Linked DNA regions of Mus musculus: region 1 is linked to region 2. Evidence: chromatin contacts called from public promoter capture Hi-C data. All regions are on one chromosome and are shown on one strand. Each heading gives the region's core, a stretch centred on a gene start, on an enhancer-like site or on the middle of the called end of the contact. The rest is flanking DNA. Distances are from core to core; before and after follow the strand shown. Region 1 has its middle 17 kb from the start of Gm23092. Region 2 holds the start of Areg (amphiregulin).

Region 1 (4,820 bases), core at 492-2,991, 61 kb after region 2:
GGCAGAGGAACAAGAAAGCATGGGAAATCTTTTCTGTTTCTAGCAGTAACCTATTAAACTAAAGCATCATCACCGAGGCTATCCCGTTGGCTCCACTCTCTAAAGCTCTCTGAATTCAACAGAAGGAAGCAGAGCTCTATGAACATCACAAGAGTAACTCAGTCTTTCTGACCAGGCTGGAGCCCCCGTTCTTAAATCGGCCCCTGTGTCCACACGGCTAGAAGCGTTTTCATGCAGAAGAGGACATATGAGCGGCTAAAGGGAATAGACAAAGGAGGAAGATGATAAAATATAATTAAATAGACAACCCCATGTCAAACAACTTAAACGTCTATAACGCTCAGTACTTCTAGCCATTTTCGCAACCTTTAATGCTTACCTTTTGGAGTTTATGTTAATAAAAACTGAGGCTATTTTAAACGCTCCTGACTTTGTTAGTATCTAGGTTTCTTTCTTGAACAGAGGATTCTGATCTCTGGTGAATGAGAGAGCTTTTGTTTGATGTAACTCCTTAGCTTTTGAGAGTATAGCACAATTATAATACGTCTCCCTTTTCTTTCCTCACTGCAAATCTTCCTGTATAACTTCCTTGCTCTCTTTCAATTTTAGGGCCTATTTCTGCATTAATTGATGTATGCATATATGTAATATACACAAATTTAATGTTACTTGCATGCGTGTTTTGTTTGATTCCTGCAAGCAGAGCCAGATACTCTGTCACATCCCTGTGACAGAGATGATGATGATGTTACTTAGAGAGGTAAACTCCAATTCTTACTGTAACATAGCTTTAGAATACGTGACTACATGTGATTACACGGGGCCCTTTTTACTTGAATTCTTAATCAACATTACATAAGGGATAGCCTTTACTCAGAATAGAACCACTCTGATGTGGATAATTGTCAAACTATTGTAACTTTAAGGCTGAATTCACTTTTCTATTTGTATAAACAGTATTTGTCTGGTATTTTCTTTTTCTTTTCTTTTTTTTCTTTTTCTTGTCAGAGTGCCCAGTTTTGTTTTCTGTTTGCTTTGCTTTGTTTTTGCTAGATAGTTGATTGTTTCAAGTTGAATACTAAGTTCTGTGGCTGGAACTAAATAATACAATGCATTCTACGCAGACTATTCCATGCCTCTTGCTTCTTGGTTTTTATTTGCTATGATTGTGTTCTTCTTCTGTGTCTTAGACAACACCTCAACCCTTAGCAGGGCAGATAGCTCCTATTGCTTAACAAGAACAGTGAAAACCACCCTTAAGAAAGCAAACCTTTGTTAAGAGGCATCTAACTATTGCTAAAATGTTATGTCACTTAGCAACCACAAAAGAACATACTCTTTTATAGGCAAAGGAAAACATTTTCTGGATGCTACTGTTATAACTGCATTTTAGATAAAAAGACTGTCAATGAATAGTATATCATGGGCCTTGAGCTAGCTTCCTTTCTTTCTTTCTTTCTTTCTTTCTTTCTTTCTTTCTTTCTTTCTTTCTTTCGTGAGCCTTCTTTAACTATTGAATCAATTCTAGTCTACCAAGGTTAAAACTGGAAAGAGCAAAGTCCTCTTTCTTGATTGGCCAATTAAAATAAAAACTAGAAATATTTCAAAGTTTCATGTTTGTTTTACAGAGGCTTTTGAACATTACTGCAGTTCTGAGTTTTACACCTTTGTCCCTTGGGGAGGGCAGTATTTCCTTCACGTGAACTGTCAGGTGGTGGGTGACTAATCTCTCACTGTGCTTTGAGGTCTGGGAAGCGCTTTCATACTCCTTATCTTGCTTGACCCTTCTCCTGCCCTCTGGAGCTGGCATGGATTGCAGTGTTATCTTCCCTTTGCATGTGAGAGAAATGAAACTCAAGGGCCTTCTTTGGCTCGCCTAAGCCAGACAACTGCTAAACAGTCAAACCAAACAAGGAACTTCACCAGACAACAAAACCAGCAACTCAGAACGCTGAACAATAAAAAGAGGACGACTTGCAAACACCAAAGTCACTACCACTTTGGTGAAAAACAAACAAACAAACAAACAAACTTGATTTGAGTTAAATAAATAAAATTACAAGCTAAAATTGATAGTTCCATGGATTGGATTTCGTGTATAAATATATACATAAGTACATATGTAAAAATCATATACTTGGGCCAGCAAGATGGTACAGTGCATAACTCTACTTGAAGCCAAGTCTAATAACCTGAGTGCTATCACAGAGACCTTCATGATAAGAGAGAACTAGCTCCTCTCTGTCCTCCACTTCCATACAATATATGCATATGGTAAACAAATATCCAGAGACTGCCCCACCCGGGGATCCACCCCATATATAGACACCAAACCCAGGCACTATTGAAAATGACAAGAAGTGCTTGGTGACTGACAGGAGTCCAATATAGCTGTCTCCTAAGAAGCTCTGCCAGAGCCTGACAAATACAGAGGGGAATGCTCGCAACCAACCATTGCACTGAGCACGAGAACCCTAATAGAGGAGCTATGGAAAGGACCAAAGAAGCTGGAGGGGTTTTCATCCCCATAGGAGGAGCAACAATATCAACCAACCATACCCCCCAGAGCTCCCAGGGACTAAATCACCAATCAAAAACTACACATGGAGGGACCCATGGTTCCAGCTACATATGTAGCAGAGGATGGCCTTATTTGGCCTCAATGGGAGGAGAGGTCCTTGGTCCTGTGAAGGCTTGATGCCCCAGTGTAGGGGAATGCCAGGGTGGTGAGGTAGTGAGTTGAGAGTGGGTGGGTCGATGGGGGAGCACCCTCATAGAAGCAAGAGGATGAGATAGGGGATTTATGTGGGTGGGGGGACTGGGAAAGGGGATAATTTTTCCTTCTGTGCTTTCACCCTGGAATTCTGAGATTGAATTCTGGTATCCAGCTTTGCATGGTAAGTGCCTTTATCCACTGAACCACTCCACTGGCTCTCAGCTGGTTTGGGGCCAAGAGATACTAGTCTGATATTATTGTTCATTTTTCAGTATTAGGTTTTAAAAATTGTATGTTACATAAAGTAGCATATAAACTACCATATTTGATTATATTCTAAATATGACATGAACAACATTAGATTCTAAATGTATTATTAAAAGTGTGGTCTCAAATTATGATATCTTAGGAGCCTACCCTGGATCTGTTCTTATAGAGTGGAAAAGGTAATGGTGTACTTTTAACTGACTTGTGAAAAGGCCTAAGCTAATAGTGTATACAGGGTTTTGATCCTACCATGTGGTAAATATGAGGTGAATCTGACCCTAACTTACATAAGGGATTTTGTTCATAGAACTTGGTAAATATGAGACCAATATGACCAGTAATCTTTCCCTGGCATGTGCTGCATCAGTGTTTAGTCAGATTATTGTCTTGGCGACAAAGATGCTTTACATAAAATTTAATACGTAAAAAAGAAAATCTTTCCTAGAACAACATCTACTGCTTTATCTGAATTATTTATACTAGGAAACGATTGGAAAGCCCCTGTGTTCAGCGTGAGTGTGTTGAGATATAGGGTGAAATATTTAATTAATAAAAAAGACAGATGAATCAAAGGAATACTCAGCAGCAGCAGGGTCATTGATTGAGCAGTGTGATTGTGTTTTATGGCTCACAGTCCTCACTCCGACTCTTGTAAGATCGGCACGCACGACTGGTGTATGGGAACTCTTGGCTGTACAGAGCTTATTGCTTCCAGAAAAGGAGTGCTGGAATTCCAGCTAAAGAGGAGGCAGGTGGCTGGAAGCTTTGATGAGGCTAAGGAGCAACCACTATAGGTATCAGGAACTGGAAGAGGTGGGAGAAGAGAGGATTACAGACAGAGAGAGGAATCCCATGTTGAAACACTGTGGGTGGCAGAGTGTTGAATGATGCTGAAGTCACGTGATGTGGATGTGTGTGGATGACGGAGGAGAAAGGAAGAGGGTTGCAGAGAGAGCACGCTGAGTAGAAAACACTGGAGAAGTAAGAGAAACCAGCATCTGAACCACTCTCTCAGCCCATTAATGGGGGTGGAAATGGGAACATAAAAGCAGCCACTGGCTTTCTTGAGGATTCGGTTTATGAGTCAAGTCACTATTTTGAATTAACATAGACATTTACAAGGTATCATCCACACTGAAATCAAGAAGCGGAGAGAGCCATAGGTGGAAAGCTCCACTTTGTGACGGTAGCAGTATATAGTCTAGAGAGTTCCTGGAAGCAGACCTTAAGAAAGAACTTATTAAGGTGAAGTTCTGGGTTTCTCTTGCCTTTCTTTAAGATTAGAATAACAGAAAAGAGAAATAAGTAGGGACATGTTCATTTATTCATTCATTCAATTTTTGAGCTCTGGATATCCTGGAATTTACTGTGTATTCCACAATAACCTCCAACTCATGGAGATTTGCCTGCTTCTGCCTCTGCTGAGGTTGTGCTCCACCGTGTCTGGCTAATAGAGAGATTTAAAGCCAGCTTATGCACTTGCTAGGTTAGAAATAGCCACATGTGGCAGTCAGTCAGGAAGTGAATGAATTCTTATGGTAAAAATACCAATGAAGACTCATGTAAGATCTGTCATTTACACAGAGTTTACAATCTAAAGGATAGACTAAATATATGCAGCAAGAGAGACAGAGAGACAGACAGATACAGATAAAGATAGACAGAGACAGATTGAGACAGAGAGTCACACAGAGACAGAAAGAAAGGAGGGAGAGGGGGGAGGGGGAGGGGAGGGGAGGGGGAAGGAGAGGGAGAGGGGGAGGGGGAGGGAGAGGGGGAGGGGGAGGGAGAGGGGGAGGGGGAGGGGGAGGGGGAGGGAGAGGGAGAGGGAGAGGGA
Region 2 (5,103 bases), core at 216-2,715:
GTCAGGGAGGGTCGTGGATAAGGGCAGGAAACAGCTTAGAGAAAGTGTGTCTTGTTTTCTTTAAGCCAAGAGAAATCCATTTCTTTTTTTTTTTTTTTTTAATATTTTTTATTATTACCTATTTTCCTCAATTACATTTAGAATGCTATCCCAAAAGTCCCCCATACCCTCCCCCCCCCATTTCCCTACCCACCCATTCCCATTTTTTTGGCCCTGGCGTTCCCCTGTATTGGGGCATATAAAGTTTGCGTGTCCTGAGCTACTAGAGCATGAGAGTTCGGGGAAGTAACTGCCCTCACTTCCTTTGCAGCTAAATATGCCCCCAGTGGGGTTCGGTTCCCTCTCCTCTCCTCCCCTCTCCCCTCCCCTCCCCTCCCCTCCCCTCCCCTCCCTTCCCCTCCCCTCCCCTCTCCTTTCTCTCTCCTCTCCTTTCTCTCTCTCTCTCTCTCTCTCTCTCTCTCTCTCTCTCTCTCTCTCTCTCTCTCACACACACACACACACACACACACCAGTCTTTCTGCTAGCCCAAATAGCCCCTCACATTTGCTCTGTTGCCTGGGTGGGCCTGGAAGTTCCTCTAGCCTGGGTGCTGGAGTCGCAGATGTGTCCCCATTAGGGCTCTCTCTCAGGCTGGAAATGAGGGCCTCCCTGGATTCTTCCAATTTGAACACCTAAATCATCTTGACAACTTTCCTTTTCTATGAAACTTTCTTCTGCCCAGCAACCCTCTTCTTAAAGGTCAGTTTAGCCCTCAATCTCTTTATCAGAGCTGCAAGGGGCAGATTTCAGTGACAAACTAATTTGAATCAAATCTACATAATGTGTGTTTGAGTTAATTCATTTTTTTCTGCTTTTTACATCTGTCTTTTATTGGTTTGTAAAATAGGGGAGCACACTTATCCCCAGCAACTTATTATTGGTCTCATGATACAGCTCAGGTTAACTTCTCCCTGTAACCTCTACTTCAGTCTCCCTAAGTGCCACTGTCTGGCCACGCCCAGCTAAAACCTTAAGTGTAATTCGAGTAGAAAGACCAGCAAATACTGCAGAGAGGAAGGCCGCAGGGAGGGTGTCTGATTGATAACTAGGTTATTAGGAGTCCTTTAGCGCTTCGTTTATCCTCCTCAAAGTCTTCGGGCTAACATCACTAAGCCACAGTTGCTCTGAAAGCTCCACAAACATCCTAAAATGGGACTTTGGTACTTAATGTCCCGGCCTGCTGTCCTGTTAATGTATATGCAAAGAGTTTCTTTGGGCTGTCAGCTCCTCAGCACCACTCTAACTTAAAACACAACGCGAGTGGGAAAGTTTCTCCCCGCGTAATCAGGGCTCGATCCCCACTTCCTCCCGCGTCAGCTGGGTTTTTGGAGTAGTAACCTCCCGCCTCCACCCAGGGCTGGTCCGTGACGTCACGGGCGGTGGCTCCAGCGGGTCTATAAAAGCAGCAGGTGCTCGCCGCACCCTGGATCCCGCTTCCTTCGCTCCCTTCTGACCCGCGGCCACCGCCCGGACATCTCCAGCTGAGCCTGAGGCGCTGGCCGCTCCAGCCGTCCGGAGCCCGGCGGGCTGGGCTTCCCTGCGCCGGTGCTCGCCCGCTGCTCCGTGGTTCCGCTGCTCCCGCCGCCCGGAGCCGCTGTCGTGTTGCTGCAGAGACCGAGACGCTGCCGGCCGGTGGAACCAATGAGAACTCCGCTGCTACCGCTGGCGCGCTCAGTGCTGTTGCTGCTGGTCTTAGGCTCAGGTGAGCATCCGCCACCTCTCAGGTTGTTGCCCCTTGAATGCTGCTGCCTCTTGACATTCCCCAAACGTCAGGGAGCAGATCCCCTTAGCTCATACCCCTGAAATTGCTCATGCTAGGAGGGTGAGAGAAGCAGACGAAGTCTCTAGCATGACCCAAGGTCTCTAGCATGACCCAAGGACCAGCTGATGGAAACCTAAGAGGTCATTTTAGCCCACCCTTTTCTTTGATAACTAAGGAAACTGAGGTCCAGGCAGGTGAAGTAGTTTCTACAAAAGTAGTTAATCCAGGAGGATTTGAAGGAGGGCTCTTTGCCTTCTGTCTCCATTCTTCTGTCTAGTGATTTTATTTTTCCCTCTCCAAAGCAGACTCAAAGTGTTCAGAGGTTGAAAGCATCGCTGCCAAATGCTGTCTTGATATTAAAAAAAAAAAAAAGAATTAAAATGAAATCAAGGACTGAAGCTCAGGACTCCTCCAAGGGGTTACCCGGCTCTGAACCTTTTCTCTGTGTGATAATAATAGATAAAGACGGTAAAAACCGTTGCTCTTTGCCACTATTGGCACTACCTTTTGCATCTTATGTACAGATTCAATGGCTGTAAACAAGAGTTAAAATGTATCAGTACCGGTCAAAAGATGGCAGGAAAGCTTTGGAAAAGCGCACCCAAGTTAGACCCGAAGGGTGTAGGCCACTTAGACATTGCGGGTTACGTGATTCTGGGGGCATTGCCTTGGCAGGACTTATCCAATTGTGGAAATTAATGTAGGCGATCTGGAAAAGAAAACCCAGATAAAAGAAACTCAGTAATTTGGGCAACTGAGTTTGCTTCTTGGCAGACTGGGAAGTTGCTTCTATGAGCGACTCAGTCAAACAAAACAAAACAAACAAAAAACAAATCCCAACACCCAATAGCACACATGCAGTAACTGTTTGATATGAGGAGACACACATGTCTACACAGCAATGCTCACTTACTGAGACAGAAGTATCCGACTCATCTCTTCTTATTCTCTCCGTCCCTGCAGGCCATTATGCAGCTGCTTTGGAGCTCAATGACCCCAGCTCAGGGAAAGGCGAATCGCTTTCTGGGGACCACAGTGCCGGTGGACTTGAGCTTTCTGTGGGAAGAGAGGTTTCCACCATAAGCGAAATGCCTTCTGGCAGTGAACTCTCCACAGGGGACTACGACTACTCAGAGGAGTATGATAATGAACCACAAATATCCGGCTATATTATAGATGATTCAGTCAGAGGTGAGTGGAGGGCACAAGGAAAGCGTTGTCTGTGAGATGCGGGTTTTACCTCTGCAAAGTGGCTTCAGAAGGGAGATGGCTCAGTTTTCTAAAGGCTTTGTAGGCGTGGCTATTGCGAGTCCTCAGAGCCACGTGGAGGTTGCATCCTGAAAGTCCAAGGCATTCATCAAAACCTCATGTGCATGTTTAATGTTTGCAACTCTGGTACATAGACATAACTGTGCTCATTTTACACAAGAATTGAAGCTCAGAAAGGTTGTGTGCCGCCCCCCTACCCCCTTTCCCGCCTCTGGGAACAAGCAACTGAGTCAGATTCAGAACCTCAATCTGTTTGACTCCTGGGATGATGGTCTTTTCCAATATGCGACATGACCTCCATTCTGGGAGCATAGGTCGTCATTAACCATTCCTGTGAGCCTTGTAGCTCAACATTTGTGTCCCCTCCCCCACACTACCTGACTTAAAATAACTGCATTCTAACACAAATAAGGGGTCAGAAGGAATAATGACGAACCCTAGAAATGTTAAAGATGTATGTGTGGATTTTATTTTTATCCAAACTACTGATCCCTGGTTTGGTTGTTTTTTTGTTTTGTTTTTTCTCTCCTATCAGACAGATGTTTTTTTTTTTTTTTTTAAATAACGTTTTTTGTTTTTGTTTGTTTGTTTGTTTTGTTTTGTTTTTTGAGAGATAAAAGCTCACCACTCTCATTTTACTTTGTCATTTGGAGAGAAGAGGCCATTGATAAGTCAGATCTTGGAGGCAGGGCGAGGTGATATCAGAGTTCATTAAGGTCTCTTAAGACTTCCCTAGCAGCTTCCCTGACTCCTCCTCCTCCTCCAATGGAGTCTCCCAGAGGGGAGGAGGAATGAAGGAGGGACAGAGGCAGAGACAGGGATAAACCTCCCTTGGTGAGCATTCTATGACAATACCTTGCTTCTCAATCTTTTTTTTTTTCAATTTATTTATTTATTTTTTAATATTTGTAGTAGGAAAGGGGATTAGGTTGGACCATCAAGGCGTCCGGCAGCCTGTTAAAGGTGTGTTAAGTTACTAACAGTTCTGGAGGTCAACTTCTGGAGCGAGCAAGAGGCTAGCACCTAGAAAGAACTGCGGTGACACATGTACAAAGCTGAGACAGTTGCTGGAGCTCTTTTGGAAGGCTGTTTGCTTAAAATACCCAGAGGTATCTTGTCTGTCGAAACACTTCAGCACAGTGACTATTATTTGGCTTAGACTTCTAATCTATCTGATAAAATGTAGTGATAATTCATTTAAGACAATTCCCCTAGAGGGCTTACTCTAACTTGCACTTTATAATGATCAAAAGAACTTTTCTGTCGAAACACTGCATGGCCACGTATTTAACAGTACTTCTAATTTAGCTTTTGTTAATTCTCTTAAAGTCAACTCCTAAAACATTCCTAATAGTTATCCTTTTCTTAAGACAGAGGCCCTGCCTTTGACACCCCTGTAAGCCTTCTATTAACACGTCTCTTGTGTTCTGTGCAACGGGTGCTTGCAAACCCTTTGGGACTAGTGGTGTTTTCCCTTCTTGGGGTCTCTGTTTGCTAAATGCTTTGTCATACACTTCTAGTCAAGGACCAGCACAACAAAATGCACCTTCCCTTTCCTGCCTTTAGCATGTAATTAGCCACACCTTTCGTAGTCCTAAGACTCCAGAGCTGATAAGTTGAGGTGACAGTCTGAGGCATCAGGGACAAATATTTCCACGCTATTTTAAATAGATTGAACACAACAGCGAGCCCCCCACCCCGCTGGAAGGTATTTGTCGTTGTTATTATTAATAATAATGATGACTAATAATAATAATAATAATAAATACTTTCCAGCTTTCTCCACCTCAAGCGGTACCCACTAACTTCCAACTTAAGACAGGGAGCCTGAGACGTGTGTGGGCAAGTAAAATCAGATTTGTCTCACACCACAATCTTAATGGCATTGTCCTTCTTCAAAAGAACATGATAGAATGGAAAAACAAACAAACAAACAAACAAAACAAGCTGAAATGTGGGTTCCAGCTGCTTGTCCTAGAATATGAGTCTTGTCTTCACTGAACTATGTATTTACCTCTATGTCATGCGAGGTC

The links. Promoter capture Hi-C pulls out the DNA fragments that hold promoters and counts their contacts.
Region 1: a promoter capture Hi-C map of liver shows a contact between it and region 2, with 3 times the contacts expected there. The contact joins the enhancer-like site here to the promoter of Areg in region 2. A contact is called at or near these places in 3 of 39 promoter capture datasets (embryonic stem cells and liver), 1 of 484 Hi-C or Micro-C datasets (liver) and 2 of 9 other capture datasets (adipose tissue and liver).

Annotation. Positions count from the first base shown.
Region 1 is chr5:91,198,865-91,203,684 of GRCm38.p6, forward strand. No RefSeq gene overlaps it. Among named protein-coding and RNA genes, the nearest start is that of Gm23092, 17 kb to the right of the region's middle. Within about 2 kb of position 1,742, at least 16 of the 459 cell types and tissues checked have an H3K27ac peak or open chromatin away from gene starts, as enhancers often do. A contact at or near this core is called in liver, where this site is marked.
Region 2 is chr5:91,138,134-91,143,236 of GRCm38.p6, forward strand. Areg (amphiregulin) reads left to right here and starts at 1,466. Exons shown (of 6, transcript NM_009704.4): 1 at 1,466-1,741; 2 at 2,765-2,992. The coding sequence starts at 1,681.